Regions from separate parts of the Cricetulus griseus genome. Here region 2 is linked to region 1. Evidence: chromatin contacts called from public Micro-C data. All regions are on one chromosome and are shown on one strand. Each heading gives the region's core, a stretch centred on a gene start, on an enhancer-like site or on the middle of the called end of the contact. The rest is flanking DNA. Distances are from core to core; before and after follow the strand shown. Region 1 holds the start of Mrpl53 (39S ribosomal protein L53, mitochondrial). Region 2 overlaps Dctn1 (dynactin subunit 1).

Region 1 (4,609 bases), core at 845-3,344:
TGACTTGTCATGTGCCTTTGACTACCAAGAACTGGTAATCCTATGTATTGTGCAGAGTTTGAGTCCAGACCTGGAAAACTCAGTTAAAGGGGTGACACTTCTCCTTAGAAAATGCCCAGGCTCCCACAGTGATGCATGGATTCAGGGTTTTACAGACGCCACATTGAGGCCTCAGATGGGAGAGGCACCATCTTATCAGTCTAACAGTCGAGCCCTTCTCAATTTCCTCTTCTTTATACAGCTCCTGCCTGAAGAGTCGCTGAGTCTCTTTTTCCAAGAATGCCATAAACAAGCCACACAGGGCTTCAAGCTCCACATGCCAAAGGGTCGATACTGGCGGCTTCGACTAAGTCCCGGTAATTTTTCTTTCTGTAGTGCTGGGGATGAAACCCGGGATTTCACACATGCTAGGCAAGCAAGCCTTACTGACTGAACTACACACCCCCCCCCACCCCACCAGCCCACCGTCTCCGTAACTTCCCATGCCCATCTTCTCCTTCCAGGGGTTCCCAGTGTGTGACTGGTTCAAGCCCTCCCCATTGGTCACCATCCTTGCACCTTCTGTGCCCTTCTCTCTGGTGCCCATTGGATTTCCATAGTCTCACAGTCTTTCCTTTCTCTTCTGTCACCCCAGAACATCCCAGTGCTCCTAGCGAGTATGCAGGGATGGTGGTCTACACTGTGTTGGAGCCCGTGCTGCGAGGACTGCAGGGATTGTCACCCGAAGCCCAAGCCCCCGCCCTCAGCCAGGCACTAACAGCCATACTGGGTGCCTGGCTTGATCACATCCTCACCCATGGGATCCGGTTCAGGTGGGAAGGAAAGATGGTCGTGGCAGCGGGAGAATGTCAACAGGGAAAAATGGAGAACTTTTGGGTAGAGCAGTGTGGGGAGGCAGAAATGTCAGGTGGCCACATTGTACCTGGACATCTAGCCTGCAGGGGGCGCTGCAGCTCAAACAAGACTTCGGAGTGGTCAGGGAGGTCCTGGAACAGGAGCAGTGGGGCCTGTCCCGGGAGCTTCGTCAGACTCTGCTGTCACTCAGCATCTTCCAGCGGCTAGATGGGGCCCTGCTGTGTCTCCTGCAGCAGCCCCTGCCCAAGAGTCCAGTCCACAGAAGGCCTCCCTGTTGCTGTGAGTCATTACCCCTCTCCAACCCCAGGTTTACCCAAGTCCCTCCATCACTGCTTTAAGAGACTCCCATCTCACCACTGACTTTCAGCATCACCCACCAACCTGCCTTCCACTTCTGCCTTTCCAGGTTTTTGTAATGAAGTCCAGACCACTGAACTGCCCACCAGCAGCCTCAACAGCCTGGAAAGCTTGGCTCCCCCTCTCCGGCCTGGACTCTCCCCAGCCCAGAACATGCTCCTGCTAAGCACTCTGGAAGGAGGAGGAGGAACAGAAGGAGCAGCAGGAGGAGGAGGAGCAGGAAGAGGAGGAGGAGGAGGACCTAGTCCTGAAGCTTACCTGGCTGGAAACCAGCAGGCCTGGCTTGCCCTGAGGCTGCACCAGCACCCTCGTTGGCACCTGCCCTTTCTTTCCTGCCTGGGGACAAGTCCTGAGCCCTAAGTTGCCTAGGATCAGGAGTTGCAAATCATGGTCTGTTAAGCCCCAGTCAAGGAACTGTATGTTAGGCTTAAAACGGGGAGCTTGGAAGAACACGTACATAAACTACACCGTCTGGAATTGAATCCACGATCACCCTAGTACCTGCAATCCAGAGTAAGGGGCAAACCAGAGCCCGAAATCTGAAAGTTGGCAACAGTGGAGACAAGAGCTAGAAATAGCTAGTCTACAGGGTTGATTCTCAGGAGACAGAAGCAAGCTACATGCTTTCTCTTGAATCCCAGGAACAAGGCTTCCCCGTCTTTATTTTTAGTCATTAGGCTGTAGGACCTTGACAACATTAAGCGTTGGCCGTTCAGCTGCCAGGGTGGGCTTGCTTCCTGGTGGGCGGACAATCCTCATTGGAAGGAGCCAGGATTTAGGATGGTGCTGACCTAGATCTAGCCGGCAGGACACTGAAGCGGGAAAGCTGCAGGAGACGTGTTTTCGTGCAAAAGGGGTTTTTGCACATTCACCGTCTACGCTGTGTGTGGCACAGGGTATGGCTAATTGCTGAAGTATTTGCGGACCGCCCACTCTGGGTCCCTTGGCGGCCCGGGAGGACAGCCGCTACAAGTCGCGCAGAGGCCGCCGGAAGCGGTCCGTTCCAATAAAGCGATCCCCAGCACTACTTCCGGAGCAGAGGTAACCATGGCGTCGGCTTTGGCTCGCGTCGGACTGAAGCCGGTCAAGCTGGTTCGAGTTCAGTTCTGCCCGTTTGAGAAGAACGTGGAGTCGACAAGGTTCGTGTTCTGGGGGTGGGGATGGGGGGCTCGCTCACGGTCGACCCCCTGCCGGAGTGCCAAGCTGCTCGGACCGGCCCTCCCTGCCTCGTGCACGCCCCTTGGTCCCCGGGCGCGCTCACGCTGCCCTCCCACCGTAGGACGTTTCTCCAGGCGGTGAGCAGCGAGAAAGTGCGTGCCACAAACCTCAACTGTTCGGTGGTCGCCGACGTGAGGCACGACGGCTCCGAGCCCTGCGTGGACGTGTTATTCGGTAGGCCTGGCTGGGGGGCCGGCGGGCGGGCGGGCGGCAGCGGAGCCCTGCGCTGCGGACTCCGGGTCTCTGACTCGTCGCTTTGCATCTTCTTAGGAGATGGCTATCGGCTGATTATGCGCAGCGCTAACCTCACCGCTCAGGAAATGTTCACTGCCTTGGCCTCCCACATCCGGGCCAGAAACGCAGCGGCAGCATCCGCAGCGGCCAACGCAGACAAGCCCGGCCCAGTTAATGGTACCCGGCGCTGACACTGCAGAGGACATAACAACCAAATGTTAGCTTGGAACGAAAAGACTGCTGTCTAAGAGAAGGCTGGGCTTAATCACTCGAAGGTTACGCGAAGGTCACGAACAGACTGACACCTACCCGTGCTTTGGGGGCAAGATAAGTAAGGTTAGGTGATGGAGGGTCTGGACAAATTTGAATTTTTCTTTCTCCTCTTCCCTCGCTGCTTAACCATATTTGAGTTTGGCTTCACTTATCACCCAAGTATCCTTTAATTAAATATTTATTACCAAATGAATTCTTTTTCTCGGGTTGTTTGCTTGGTTCGTAGAGACAGACTCGTGTCATGAGCTGACCTGAAACTTGCTAGTAAACTAAGGTGAACTAGAAATTTGAAAGGATTCTCCTGGTTTCAAGGCTCCTGAGTGCCCGGATTATAGACATGCATCATCACACCAGGCTTCATACCTCATCTTTCTTACTTAGTTTGTCTACTCTTTGTATATCTTTAATAGTTTTTGCTTACTCTCATAAAGAATCTGTCAGTTTGGGTTTCTATTTATGGATACGCCATGGCCAAGGCAACTCTTACAAAGAAAAGACATTCAATTGGGGCTGGCTTACAGTTTCTGAGGTCCATTATTTATCATCGTGGTAGGAAATATGTTGCCACACAGGCAGACAGGGTACTGTAGAAGTTGCTGAGAGTTCTACATCTTGATCCACAGGCAGTAGGAAGAGATTACAACACACTTCCTCCACCTACTAATAGGGCCAAGCATTCAAATACATGAATCTATGGCAGCCATTCCCTAAAACCATCACAAAGCTACTCATTTGTCATAATTAAACTACTCTGGACTTAGATCCTACATTTCTGTTTAGTTTTAATCCCAACTTCTATGGTTACCTACTACCAACTTCCTGCATATGCTACCAACATTCTTTCCTTAAAATGGGATCAGCCCCACCTGGTAGCACAGGCCATCCCAGCTACTCAGGGGGCCAGCCTGGTCTATTTAGCAAGACCCTTCTATTCTCATCATTCTCCTGTGTCACCTGCATTGTCCTGCCTGGTGTCATTTTCCCTAATCATTTTTTGCTGGTACTTAATTTTACCCTTCAAGTACATAATGGCTTATTTCTCATAGCACCTGAAATAGTTTTTAGTCTGGCAGACATTGATGTGATCACGAAATCATTTTAGAGGATTAAATGATATAAAAAGTTATCCATTCAAGCTGGGCAGTGGTGGCTCACGCCTTTAGTTCTAGCACTCGGGAGGCAGAAGCAGGTGGATCTCTGTGAGTTCAAGGCCAGCCGGGTCTACAGAGTGAGTTCCAGAATAGGCTCCAAAGCTACACAGAGAAACCTTGTCTCAAAAAACCAAAAAAAAAAAAGAAAAAAAAAAGTTATCCATTCAAGCCACGCTCTTTTAGGAAACTTTAGTTTTAAGCAAATAACCATGTATATTTTATAACATAAAGGCACTGCTCTCTGTGTGTGTTTGCATTTGCAAGTACTGGGTACATATTGTTTCTTCCATTTGTTTTTTTGAGACAGGGTTTCTCTGTATGGCCCTGGCTGTCCTGGAACTTGCTATGTAGACCAGGCTGGCACTTAGCTCTGCCTCCCTAGAGCTGGGATTAAAGGCATGCCCACCATTGCCCAGCTATTCCCATTGTTTCTTTTCGTGAGTGTATGAATATGTATATGTAGGTGCACTTGCCTGTGTTTGCAAATGTGGAAGCCAAAGGTAGGATATTTTGCTCTACCA
Region 2 (4,609 bases), core at 1,179-3,678, 77 kb after region 1:
TAGTGTTGCCAGCTTCCTGCCTTCTGGTATCCAAAGATGCCAAGACCTGAGGGTTTTAGGGCAGGGCAAGGTGGAATGTAGAGGGAGAAGGATCTTTTGCTCACAAGTGTTGTTAGATGCATACAGAGGGTCCTTTCCAGCTCCCTGTGATGTGCTCTGCAGGTGGTTGGGAGGTAGGCCTCCAGCTTCTCAGAGCTGGGGTGAACATCCTAGAAGCTGGTCCTTGAGGGACCCCTTCTTTGCCCAGGGCTTGAAGTTTGCCTGACTTCCTCACCCTTGCCTGTGTTCACCTCAGTTGGTATTAACGTTTGTGCACAGGATGTCTGGCCAGGCAGTCTGTTGTCTAACTCTGCCCTTTCCTACTCCTCACGCAGCGGGGACTGAAGCCTAAGAAGGTGGTGTGTTTACTGTTTGGGTCTGGGTGGGTGGGTGGGCTGTGAGCCCGTCCTGCTCTCCTGCATGTCCCCCACCCCCACTGCTGCATGCATGTGTGTAACCATGGGGCTGGCATGGCCAGAGGAAATGGCAGTTTGACTCCCAGAGTACCTTTGAGGGGGAATAAGGCCGTGAGGTTCAGGGACCAGGCCAAAGACTGGACTCACCAGAGACAGTTTCTCCCTGCTCTAGACCCCCCCAGTTAGACACTCCAGGTGCCTAATGGCAAATCAGAGCAGCTGGTGTACAGTGAGGTCTCACGTAGCCAGGCGTAGTGGGGATGGCAGGACATACTGGAGGGATGGAGCTGGGAAAATATAGAATGGTTGTACAAGGAGGAGGGGATCGGACCACTGAAGAGCAGTCAGGAAGCCACAACTTTGCCTGCCTGCCTTTCAACCAGTGCTGCCACAAATGCCCCACCCCCGGCCTTTTACTACCCTCCCTAGTCTAGTATGTGTCTGAGGTCCATCCCCCCCCTTTCACAGACTTTTCTTTAGGTCTTTTGAGAGGGTCTCACTTTGTAGCACATGCTATCTGGAAGTCCTAAATCTGTGGCAGTCCTCCTGGCTCAGTCTCCTTAGTGCTGGGATTACACGTGGGTACCACCATGCCCAGCTCATCTCCATGGACTTTTAAACACTTAAGTTGCTGCCATGACCACTTCCTCACACCAGCCCTTGCCTTGGGCCTCTGCCCAAGTTCTTTCTGCCCTGCATGTGCCTGTCTGAGCCATGTGTGCAGTACTGTGAGCTCCTTGTTGCCAGGCTGCCTCAGGCCTCCCTGATGTTGCATGGGAAGCTTCTGCATTAGGATGATGGGAAGGGGGAAGAAAGCATCTTTTCAACTCCTGATGGGAGTTTTGCCATGGTAGAGGCCACGTGCCAGTAGTTGTTTTAGATCCTGGGTCCTGGCTCCCCGCAGGACTAGGATTCTAAGGCAGATAATGCTCTAAAGGGCGCTGGTCACATTCCAGATGCATGGTGCTTGCTTCATTCATCCCTTGATTTTTGTGTTGTGATTGGTGTTCCAGTTTCACCTCAGGTCCCTGGATAGTAGGGCATGAAACTGAAGTGTGACACTGCAAGCTCTGGCTGCAAGCTGACATGACCCTGGTTAGGGGCGTGAGCAATGTCTATTTCCTGGTGCTTACACTAAAAAATGTCCCCTGCTCTCTCCAGTCTTACACCCAGGTGATTCAGTCAAAGCATATCATTTAGCCAGAGTTGCCCTTGTCATCCCACATGGAACAGGGAACTAGATCCAGAGCAAAAACCAGTATGTGTGTGTTCACTTGTATGGGTGTTTTGCTTCCATGTGTTGGTATACCATGTCTAAGCAGTGGCTGCAGATGCCAGAAGAGGGTGATAGATGCTCTTGGGACAAGAGTTACAGATGGTTGTGAGCTACCAAGTGAGTGCTTGGAATTCAAACTGAGTTCTCTGTAAGAGCCATTAGCTCCTCCAAACCAGTGTTTTGAGAGGGAGAACATAGGTACCTCTCAAAATACCTGCCCTTCTTAGAAAGTTTTAGACACAAGCTTTCATCTCTGTGTAGCTTGGAGAGGTGAGGGAAGAGCCCAACACTATAATTAGAGCTGTTGCTGCTGCCAGTGGCGTGTCCCAGGGTTCCCTAGTCACTGTGTACTCTTCAGAGCTGGAGCTGGGCGCTGGAGGGGTGCTCTGACTGTGTTTTCCTGATAAGAGATTTAAGGGCATCTCTAGTGTGTGTAACGGAAGTGGATGTGATGGGGGTTGTCAGGGGCCAGAATGTAATCATGAGGGATTGATGGAGCCGGCAGACCCTCTATCCTGTCCCCAAATTCCCTGGCTCCGTAAAGTGCCGTTTCTACAGTGGCCCCTGGCCCAGCTTTTTGAAGCAGGGTCTTGGAGGGGAAGAAGAGGGCGGAGCTAGAACCTTGTATGACAGGGAGGAAGGACAGCTTTGCGCAGGACTTAGTCCCATCCGGAGGAGGAGCCACCCGGTTCTGGGTGGTTGCTAGGTGACATAGGACTGGTAGCTCCACCCCCATGGAGCTGAGGAGGGTGGGTGCATGACGTCAGGTGGAGCTGCTGCTGCTGCTGCTGCTGCTGCGGCCACTGAGACTGCCATCAGCTTAAGCTGGCGACCTGGGCCAGGCAAGGCTCTGGAGCCTGCTGGAGCCTGCCGGAGCTCGCAATCGTCTGCTGTCTTGCTGCACACCTGCCAGGGCCTCTGTGTCACCACAGCAGCCTTTTGCAGGCCCGGAAGCAAAGACTGCATTGTTGGGATTTGATGCACTAATCTCCTGTCTCCGCCGCCTGTCCCTCCCTCCCTTCGTCTGTCTTTCCTCCCTGTGTTTGTCTGCCCTTCTCTGTTCCTCCCTCTCTTTCCTCTCCTTGCTTTCTGTGGTTTTCTGCAATGATGAGACAGGCACCGACAGCCCGAAAGGTACTCTTGCTTGCTCTGGTCCTGCCGCCGGGTTGCCAGGGCGATGGAAGCAGGCTGCTGGGGTGGGGGTGGGGGCTGATTGACTTCATCAGTCTACCTGGCGGGGGGAGGAGGGTAAGGGTGAGGGGGGGCAGGGAGAGGTGTGTGTCACTACTGTGCCCCACCCCTGGACATACATTTCTTGATCTACTTGCTTTGGGCTCTGATTGAGTCTGTTCTAGGCCTCGCAGGCTTGGGCTTCAGGCAGTCTTTACTGCAGACTCACTTGGGAGGGTTTCCAGGGGTCCAACCTGAGGCAGCAGGCTAGGTGTATCAGTGCTTGAAGCAGGCCTACTTACCAGCCTTCGCTTGTTCTCCCAGCCTCCCGTCTCCTCAGAGTTTGTGCTAGGGAGTTAATCAGGGTAGGATGAGGACCCTAGAAGAGTTTTTGACTCATAGCCATTGTAAATTAGTCCTGACTAGAGGGGTGGACATTGGTCTTCTTGGATTTGGTGTCTGCTGAAGCAAGCTTAAGCCAAATCTTGTCTTTGCTAGAACCCTGAGGCACAGCTAGCAATCCTCTGGGATTTGGAGCTAATTGCCCCTTTGCTACTTCGAAGTAACCCAAAGGCCTCCTGGGTGGCTTTTAGAACAGTGGTTCTTGTGTGCTCTGATCACCCTCATTGCTTTCCTCCAGCTGGGAGGGTTACTTTGCTGAGCTGTGGGCTTTTACTGATGCAGTATTCATAATCCTGACACCTGAGCCCTCTGCCTTAGGGATGGAGCCACCCAGACCTGAGGGGCAAACACACACACACACACACACACACACACACACACACACACACACACACACACACACGAGATAGCCTTTTTCTTAGGAATTAAGTTCCCATTTCTGGGTGTATGGTACTCTTGTCATGGGCTGGGTCCTAGGGTGTCCTCTCTAGAGTCTAGCACTTGATGGAAGAGGCTGACTTGGGAAAGTCCTTGGGAGTGATGTCTGGGCGGGGCCTCTAGGCTGGAGTGGGAGATCCTTCACAGAAGGCCAGTCTCTGGAGACCTTCTTACCAGCTGCTGCCTTTGCTCTCCTGTGGCTCAGCCTAGAGACAGGACTTCTGGGATCTGCAGGGTATCTGAAGGGGTGAGGTCTACAAGAGTTGAGTAAAAATGAGGGTAGGAACAGGGCAGCGGGAGATGTGAGTTCCTGGAGTAGGTATGGTGGTGATTACCTGAGGGAGGCAGTGGGATGGGGTTGGTGGGGCTAGCCCTGTCTGTTGCCGCTTCTGCTCTCATTGCTACCTCTGTCCTCCTGCCATGACCCTTTCTTTCCTGACTCCTTCTCTTCTGGCTCCTGTTGCCTGTCCAGACCACAACTCGACGGCCCAAGGTGAGAACAAGCAGGTCTCTGTAGGCCACGCTGAGTGCACACGCGTCTCAGGCATGTGCATGTATGTGTACACGCATGCTAGCAAGTCAGTGTTGTTTACAGTGTACAGAGGGGAAGGGCAGCTTGCAGCTGGTCACTGAACCCTCCTGGAAAAAAACGATTTCTCATCCTTTTTTTTTTTTTTAAGTTTTATTTTTGTTTTATGTGTATGAATGTTGCCTGCATGTATGTATGTGTACCATATGTGTGCCCTCAGAGGCCAAGAGGGAGTGTCAGATCTGTTGGGAGTTACCATCTGAGTGCTGGGAATCAAACCTGGGTCCTCTGGAAGAGCAGCCAGAACTCTTTAACCGCTGAGCCGTCTCTCTAGCCCTG

What was found. Hi-C and Micro-C count contacts between places; a contact is called where the count stands out from the background.
Region 2: a Micro-C map of the CHO-K1 cell line shows a contact between it and region 1, with 3 times the contacts expected there. The contact joins the enhancer-like site here to the promoter of Mrpl53 in region 1. A contact is called at or near these places in 2 of 8 Hi-C or Micro-C datasets (the CHO-K1 cell line and liver).

What each region holds. Positions count from the first base shown.
Region 1 is chr8:74,279,253-74,283,861 of CriGri-PICRH-1.0, forward strand. Mrpl53 (39S ribosomal protein L53, mitochondrial) reads left to right here and starts at 2,095. Exons shown (of 3, transcript XM_027429419.2): 1 at 2,095-2,351; 2 at 2,492-2,604; 3 at 2,701-3,130. The coding sequence starts at 2,260. The coding sequence ends at 2,855. Ccdc142 (coiled-coil domain-containing protein 142) reads left to right here. Exons shown (of 9, transcript XM_027429416.2): 6 at 242-356; 7 at 635-812; 8 at 935-1,134; 9 at 1,262-1,677. The coding sequence ends at 1,572. It overlaps LOC118239269 (a long non-coding RNA gene), which reads right to left and starts at 1,053. Exons shown (of 2, transcript XR_004771090.1): 1 at 923-1,053; 2 at 1-377.
Region 2 is chr8:74,356,068-74,360,676 of CriGri-PICRH-1.0, forward strand. All of the region lies in intron 4 of Dctn1 (dynactin subunit 1), which reads left to right. Among named protein-coding and RNA genes, the nearest start is that of Dctn1, 19 kb to the left of the region's middle. Within about 2 kb of position 2,429, at least 4 of the 6 cell types and tissues checked have open chromatin away from gene starts, as enhancers often do.